Linked DNA regions of Zea mays: regions 1 and 2 are each linked to region 3. The links are chromatin contacts, called in public Hi-C maps. All regions are on one chromosome and are shown on one strand. Each heading gives the region's core, a stretch centred on a gene start, on an enhancer-like site or on the middle of the called end of the contact. The rest is flanking DNA. Distances are from core to core; before and after follow the strand shown. Region 1 holds the start of LOC100281467. Region 2 holds the start of LOC100281637 (lipid binding protein). Region 3 holds the start of LOC100280812 (WRKY55 - superfamily of TFs having WRKY and zinc finger domains).

What was found. A called contact is a pair of places that touch in the nucleus more often than the background predicts.
Region 1: a Hi-C map of bundle sheath shows a contact between it and region 3, with 2.9 times the contacts expected there. The contact joins the promoter of LOC100281467 here to the promoter of LOC100280812 in region 3. A contact is called at or near these places in 2 of 25 Hi-C or Micro-C datasets (bundle sheath and tassel).
Region 2: a Hi-C map of ear shows a contact between it and region 3, with 2.5 times the contacts expected there. The contact joins the promoter of LOC100281637 here to the promoter of LOC100280812 in region 3. A contact is called at or near these places in 2 of 25 Hi-C or Micro-C datasets (ear and tassel).

What each region holds. Positions count from the first base shown.
Region 1 is chr1:52,045,218-52,047,917 of Zm-B73-REFERENCE-NAM-5.0, forward strand. LOC100281467 reads right to left here and starts at 1,390. Exons shown (of 15, transcript NM_001154385.2): 1 at 1,244-1,390; 2 at 62-305. The coding sequence starts at 253.
Region 2 is chr1:52,766,252-52,768,951 of Zm-B73-REFERENCE-NAM-5.0, forward strand. LOC100281637 (lipid binding protein) reads left to right here and starts at 1,383. Exons shown (of 2, transcript NM_001154556.2): 1 at 1,383-1,920; 2 at 2,346-2,608. The coding sequence starts at 1,485. The coding sequence ends at 2,479.
Region 3 is chr1:52,488,170-52,490,869 of Zm-B73-REFERENCE-NAM-5.0, forward strand. LOC100280812 (WRKY55 - superfamily of TFs having WRKY and zinc finger domains) reads left to right here and starts at 1,320. Exons shown (of 3, transcript NM_001411377.1): 1 at 1,320-1,595; 2 at 1,712-1,816; 3 at 2,029-2,700. The coding sequence starts at 1,552. The coding sequence ends at 2,524.

The sequences.
Region 1 (2,700 bases), core at 140-2,639, 440 kb before region 3:
GGATATAACAAGAAGCTAGCCAGTGCATGGTCTCAGAAAGGAATAGTGGACGGATACTGACCTGCTCAACCAATCTGTGCCTCTTAACCTTCTCCTTGTCAAGGATTTTGATAGCAACAGGTTCCCCGTTTTCAGTGTTCTTAGCAAACCGGACCTTGGCGAAGGTCCCTTCCCCAATGGTGCGCCCGAGCTCGTACTTGCCGACGCGGCGCTTCACCTTCGGTGACAATGCAGCCCTCTTAGCCCGATACATCTTCCGACAGATGAAGGTTACTGTGAACCTTCAGGCTATTCTCTTCCAACACCTACAGTTGTTCAGTGAACCAGCCGTTGCGTTAGTTGTAAAACTACCCATTCATGTTCACTAAGCTGTAGTTACCCCCAAAAAGAAGTTCATCAAGCTGTGGTTGGAAAAAGGAGAATAAAACACCAGAGAAGGGAGAGAGGCGAGATGATATCATGTGATAGGTGACCGCACTTATATTATCTGAGTCGGTAGTCGGTTACACACCCTTTTGAAAGGGAGAAAAAAAAGAGCACATGAGTTTCGTTTGACTGAATCTGGTGGAAATTTCTGGGTAAAGAAACAGCAAATGGGACAGGAGACAGTAAATATTAAAAAAAATTACTCTCTCGCAAAAACAAAAACAAAAAAACTAGTACGCGAGATGAAAATGATTTAAAAAATGACCGGACATCTCTCCAAAGCAGAATGATTCAATCCAGCTAGTGCAATATGAAAGGTAGGTGAGAGACACACGTTCCCACAGATGGCTGAGACTTGTGCAGGCAGCGCATAAAGTCGTATAGGCAGAGGCAGCGGCACCAAGAAGCTTATAGTACATATTAAACAGCCAGCACTTGGTGACCAACTGTTAACGGATCAATCATAACCCAGGACCGAAGAAAGGCGTTGTACAGATGCGCGTCTGTACTGCTGAAAGAAACAGCAAGAGGGGAGAAGAGCCTGGCGTCGAGGGAAAGGTCACACAAACATACACACATACAGACGAGCAGGGAACGGTAAGCCCGCCAAAGGGAAATGCACATCTCTCATCACAGGACAAGCGAAACGAAAAATGCCGCAACGACGAGCGGCCTTGCAGCCCCGAAACCAAAGCCCACGGTCCGGGAATTGCGTCTCGAAAGAGGCAGATGCAGAGTTCGTGCAGCGCACAGCCAGAGCCAGCACAAGAACCAGATTCGGGGCGGGCGGGCGGGCCGAGGCACTGGATGCTCTCACCTTCCAGCGCTGAGCCCGAGCGCAGGCTGATCGGCGGCTGCTGCGACTGCGAGGAGCTCCGTCCGACGGCTGGGGGAGAAGCGAAGCGAGTCTACCAGGTTGATTGGATTGGAGGACGAGGAGGGTGTGTTGTGTGCTCGACGGGGGGAGAGACGAGGGTGGTGGGGTGGCGCTATAAAGGAAGCGGTGGTGTGATGCGCTGTGGCCTGTGGGCAAAGACGGCCAGGGCCAGGGCCAGGGACAGGGACCCCGCCACCAAAAGTTTGTTTGGTTGCAATTGCACAGCGTTGGCCACTTCACGCGACCCTTTTCAGGCCCCAAGGGCTGCATGGCCATGGCCCTGCACTGTACTGTGAATACACCTTCTCCCGGTCTCATAAAATTAGATATACATATATACTTCGTATAATATATACTGCTATATATTGAACAATTGCGTTGCATCAGGGATAACTGTGAATACAATTTCATGGAACAAGAGTAACACAGATTAGCTTATTCATTTATTAGAGTCAGGGCCGCGCCCGCGGATGGGAGTTCCAACGACGGAAGAAGCGACACAGACATTCTCTACTCAAGTATATATATTATTATAAAACCTAACTTCCCTTGGACCAAATATTTTTTTCACTGTGCTCCTCCAGAAAAATATATAGTCTCACTTGCTATCATGTTGTTCAGTCAAACCAATTGCATGCAGGTGGAACAGGGACACTGGAATTTCATACGTTATAATGCAGCACAAGAGAAGCGGCTGCTGATCACACCCACCTGTGACTGACGGTGTGCGCCCTTCCTTGGGCTGGTGGTGCCCTGTCTGTGCACGTCTGCCGAATTAAAATATAAGCGAAGGGCAGGAGGAGTGGAGGACCAAACAGCGATGTACTGCCAATAAATCCGGTGGACCCTACTCCCAGTCCCAGCGTTGGGTTGTTGGCTTGGCTGCACCCTGACCCTGCACGGACTGAGTGAGCAATCACACAACACAACCACCAGGATTTCGGGACGTTCTCCTTTTTCTGCAAATGCTCAGAATGATCACTGCTGCGGTGTGTCGCCTCGGTCGGTTTTGTGTGTGTGTGTGTGTAGGACAGCCAGTCGATTGGTCGCTTTGATTGGATTGGACGGGGAGGAGGAGTTCGACTCCTTCTGGGGAAAAGGATTATTACGTGCGCCAACTGGATCGATCTGACCCGACACCCGAGCGAGCGTGGATGCTCCTCTTCCATCGGCGGCGGATATCCGACCAGTGTTCTGCTGAATGACAGCAAGCCAGTGCTAGCTAACATTCCAACTCTGGACTAATCGAGATCTAAAGAATCTAAAAAAATAGCAAGAAGATATATTAATCTGTATCCCCTCCGGATCTAAAGTTTATAGGTATTCTGAGGCATCCACTCTCTCTTTCCTTCTTGAGCACGTACAACCTCATTTGATATACGGGCATAAACGAACTA
Region 2 (2,700 bases), core at 133-2,632, 280 kb after region 3:
GTTTTCTTGTGAGGCTATGAAAAAAACCTTTATGTGAGGAAAAAATATTTCATGAGTAAGCATGCCATGTCAACTAAATCGAGTGGATATTGTGAATTGTGAACTTTGAGTCTGTGAACTTGTGATCTTTATGAACTTGTTATATTGTGAACTTGTGATCTTTGTAAACTTTTTATATTATAAATTTGTGATCCTTGTGAACTTGTTATATCATGAATTGTGAACTTGTGGTATTTATGATCTTTTGTCAATTTTGTTTTATTGTGAAGTTTGATATGTTTACCGATCGTATTTTAGATTTCGACCGTTACCGGTGTATTTTCCGCACCGAACTTTCGTTTCCGATGTTTTCGAAATACCGATATCGTTTCCGTTTCCGGAGTTACCGTTTTCGATTTTGTTTCCGATAAAAAATATGAAAACGGTAATGGTTTTAGTGTTTACCGACTGTTTCCGACCGTTTTCATCCCTACTTGTGTGTACGTGCTAAGCGGAATCGGATCCTACAATCATGGCGCTATCGTGCCTTGACGATCCTTATGCTCAATGGTGTAGTTTTTTTCCCTGATGGCTGGACTCAAAAGAGGACTTGCATACCCTTGTGTGTTCCCAAGGAACATAATTGATTAACTTGGGTTTGCAAAGCGTTACGGCAATGTTTGTTTAGGACACAGCTACGGCGGCAAGGTTTATTGGAGGGAGCGGCTTGTCATGGCCCTACCATTTCCCAACCGTTGGCCGTTAGGCAAGAACGCTATCGTCACGACAACCCAGCTTAGCGTTGCCCAGACATCCCCATCACTCGCTCGGCCTACACACGAGCACAGACTAGAGATGGCAATGAGTACCCGCTACCCGAAACCCGGTGGGTTTTTGCTCTATTAGGGTATGGATTTGAGTCAATTTCTATATACATGGGTTTGTTAATGGGTTCAAATGGAAACCCAACGGGTACGTGGGCATGGGTTTGTTCTTCCACTACTCATACCCGCAAACCCATGGGTTTTTAAAACCCGCCTTAAAATCATCATTCCTTATAAATATGTCTCATAATATTATTAATTGAATATGTTCTAATTGAAATAAACTTCATGTAACAGATTTTAAGCTAAAATTAGTTATTACTTGTTCCTTTTATCCTAGCTTCTTAATGTATTAATTGTTATTTACATGATGAATTATTTTTTATGTTGATCTTAGTGGGTATGGGAAACCCGTTGGGTACCCGAAACCCGCATGGGTATGAGTTTGGGCAAAATTTTATATCCGTTATGGGTATGAGTTTTTTAGCGGGCGTATTTTTTCTTCGCGGGTATGGGTTTGGGCCAGTAATACCCAGCGGAGCACTGACGCACAAATGGACACACAGGCGCACGCTGAGCAGTGATCTCCCCATCCCTTCCCCACATGTCAAACAGAGCACAGACCACAGCCTCCTCCGGAAAGCAGGAATCCCAAGAAGCAGCGACGGCGACGGCGACGCCATGGCTCTACTAACGGCGCCACCCGCGGCGCTGGTCGTCCTCGCCGTGGCGGCGGCGCTGCTGGCCCTGCTGCCGCGAGGGAGCGCGCAGATATCAGCACCGCCGGCGGGCGCCCCCGCGCCGTCGTCGTCGCTGGACTGCGCGGGCGCGCTGCTGAACCTGACGCCGTGCCTGACGTACGTGGAGCGCCGCAGCGCGCTGACGCGCCCGGAGAAGGGCTGCTGCGGGGCGCTCGCGGCCGTCGTGGGCGGCGACGACGCCGCCTGCCTGTGCGCGCTCCTGGCCGGGAACGGCGTCCGCGTCGACACCGTGCGCGCGCTCGCGCTGCCCACCATCTGCCGCGTGGACGCGCCTCCGCCCAGGCTCTGCGCCGCGCTCGGCATGCCCGTCGCCGAGCCGCCGGGCGGAGCCGCCGCGGACGCGCCGATGGACTCAGGTACGTACTTACACTACACGGCGCGCTCTGGTCTGCCGGTTTTCGATAAGCTCGCGTTCTACAATGATGTGGGCTGCCTGCCTCTGCCTGGTGGGAATTAGCGACCGATTAATAAACAACTTTGAAGGCGTCGTAGGTACTCTAGGGAACTATCTTGTCAACTCTGCGTGATTTGCCTGCCTAGACTAGATTCTCTCGGGTACGGTACCTCAAAGCTTGCGATACTGTCTATTGGTTGTATTGTATTTGTAGGCGTAGCTAATAAAAACTACATTATATTGGCTGGATTGTATTTGTACGTCGTGAAACCTTGCGATACTGTGCACTGCTGCACTGGTAACAAAAGCAGTGGACTAATCAACCCCCTCCCCCACGCGCGCGCGTCCTGCCAAAGATGTCGGCACTGACAAGATCTCTCACCGCAGGGTCCGACGCGCCGTCGACCACACCGGCAACGGCGGCCGCGAACGGCGGTCCGGGGGCCTCGAGACGGCCGTACATGGTGGCTGCTCTCTCGCGCGGCTGTCTCGTCGTCATCCTCTCCACGCTGCTGCTGTAACTCTCGTAGGCGGCACGGCGCTCTCGGCACCACGCACCGTAGAGCTGCCGCGCATCTGTACAGGTGTAAATGTACACACGCGTTCCGCCGGTGATGGAATCAATTCGGGCGTCCCGTCCATGCCATCAACGTCCGTACCCAGTTGCTGTGAAAATGCCTTTTTGGCTGATCGCGGCGCCAGCCCCCAGCCGGCCCCGGACCCAGGCCAGGCAAACATCAAA
Region 3 (2,700 bases), core at 70-2,569:
ACGTTCAAATCTTCACTCATTTCTTATATGGCATTCGAAATCATGAGTTTTCTTCGTTGCCATCGGTTTAAGTGTGGCACTGCCGAGGTCAATAGTTGTACAGTTCTAGAATGGCGTCCGTATTCATTTAAAATACCGATTTTTGCACTCTGCTTGGTAGTCCCCCATAATGGCGAGGCCTGAGAAGCCTACAGGGCCACAACGGCGCGGGATAGGAGCATTCGGCGTTACTTTGTTTTTTTTCTTGCAGCGATATGCGCACGCAAGTAAACGGATATTTTGACGGGATCTAACGGCAATGACAGCTAAAGGAACCGAAAATATAAAACCAGTGGGCAGCGGCATTGAGATGAGCTCATATTTTTAAATGGTACATAAGGAAAAAATAATAAGTTTTGGTGGTATATAAGAATTTTTCTCTTAAAAAAACCAGGCATGCGATTGGGATTCCTCCATCGGAACACGGTAGAATTCTCTCGTTTCGGGTGACCATTGGGAAGCGCGCCGCGCGCGCGAGCAGCTCCCAGTTGCCCTCCTTCCAAGCAACGGAGACGATTCCACTGGCCTCGCCAGGGAAACGCATCAATCAGGTCAAGCCCAGCTGGTAGGGCAAGGATAACCTCTCCCTTAAAATAATTAGTACCACTATAATGTTCGTATCACTCAAAGAATTTTAAATTTAACTAAATCTATATAAATTATTAGTATTACTTGTTTTTAAATAAATTTGTTGTAAAAATAAATTCAGCGAGCAATTTAAACAATACGAGTCATATACAATAAATAATAAACTTTTTATTTATTTGATCAAAAAGAATGTCGACTATTTTATAACAAAAGAAATACCAGTCCTGCCTCTTTTCTTTATTATTATTATTACTACTATTATTATTACTATTATTATTATTATTATTATTATTATTATTATTATCATTATCATTGCTATCACCACTTCTAAGCTCTAACTTGTTCCGTTCTGGTCTGGAAACAAGATTTTGAACCGGTCCGGCCGAAGAGAGGGATATTTAGGTAAACAAATACTATATAATACAAGTAGCCCAAGCTGTGAGATTAATGACGGTGCTTATGCAATAAACAAATACGCGCCACACAACCTCCGAGGCCACTTGTACGCAGCTCAGGCTCCGGCAGTGTTGAGTTGGGGGCCTCAGAAGAAGGCGCGCAGAAATTTCTCATCAGGTCGCCCGTCGGTGGGCGCGGGCACGTGACAGCGATACGCCCGGAGGCCAAGATAATCTTTGCATCGTTCTCGGTCTCGGTTCTGGAGAGTTTTATATGGCCGCGAGGTGTCAATTATTAATGGACTTCTCTCTCCCGCCCCTTCTCTCTTCGTGATGCTCCTCTGCTTGCCTTGCCCTGGTGTGGTGGTGTCTAGTCAAGTACGCTTCCGAATTAAAAGCGCTCTGGCCTGCAACCTGCTGTCTGCTCCGTCCTCCCACGGCCGGCCGCCTGCCCGCGTCTTCTTCGCCACCCCTCTTCTCCGGTCCCGCACCTGCATTTCTTGACCCCTTCCTCCACCGCAGCCAAACAATGTCTCCGGCGCCGAGTTCGCATCACTCGCAGATCAATTCGAGGTAACTAGCTGCGGCCGGGTTCGCCTGTGATCTCTGCACCTGCGCGGTTCGGTTTGGAAGGCGGCGCCTGATTTCGTCTTCTTTTTTTTTTTCTTTCTTGCGGGGAATCTTGGCAGGAAGGAGAAGCGGATGAGGAAGGTGGACACCTTCGCGCCGCACAACGATGGCCACCAATGGAGGAAGTACGGCGAGAAAAAGATCAACAACACCAACTTCCCCAGGTCCGGCCGGATTCTACATGTTTTGTTTGTTTTACTTTACCGGGGGGTGACAAATCTATCCTCGCCAGCGAAGAACCCGGCTTTTATTAGCCAGCCTCCTTTGACTTGAATGTTTGGTAACTTCCTCCCATTCTCCGCATCCACTATCGGCGGGTCGAATCCCAGCAAAAATGTTCGTTTTCACTCGCTCACAGGTTCTTGTCCCGCTGCAGGTATTACTACAGATGCACGTACAAGGACAACATGAACTGCCCGGCCACGAAGCAGGTGCAGCAGAAGGACCACAGCGACCCGCCATTGTACGCGGTCACGTACTACAACGACCACTCGTGCAACAGCGCGTTCCTCCCGCTCTCCCCCTCCGAGTTCCAGCTGCAGACCTCGTCCGGGAAGGCCGTCTCCATCTGCTTCGACTCCTCGTCCGGGACGGCGGCGGCGGCGGCCGCCACCACCAATGCCAGCGGCGGCTCGCCCTCTTCCAGCGCGGCGGCGGCGGCGGCGCGGCGAGGCACGCCGCCGGAAGTCAGCAACCCGCCCGTGCTGCGGCGGTCTGAGACGTACCCGTGGGGCGCCGGCGCCGTGGAGCAGAAGCCGGCGTCCTGCAGCACCGAGTACCACGACGCCTTCTCGGCTGGCGCCGCCGCCGTGCCGGAGGAGGTGGTAGATGCAGGCAGATTTGGATCTATCAGGTTCTTCCATTTTTTGTAAATTGATCACTCAGTGGAAGGAAGGCAATTGATGCCTTTACTTCGACAAACTAATATGATACAGTCATACAGATGTCTTCTTTTCTTCCTTCTTCTTTTTATTCCTTCATTACATGCCGAAGCTTACTACATATTCGCATGTTACTTTTGTTTTCTTGATTCGAAATCGAAATACCA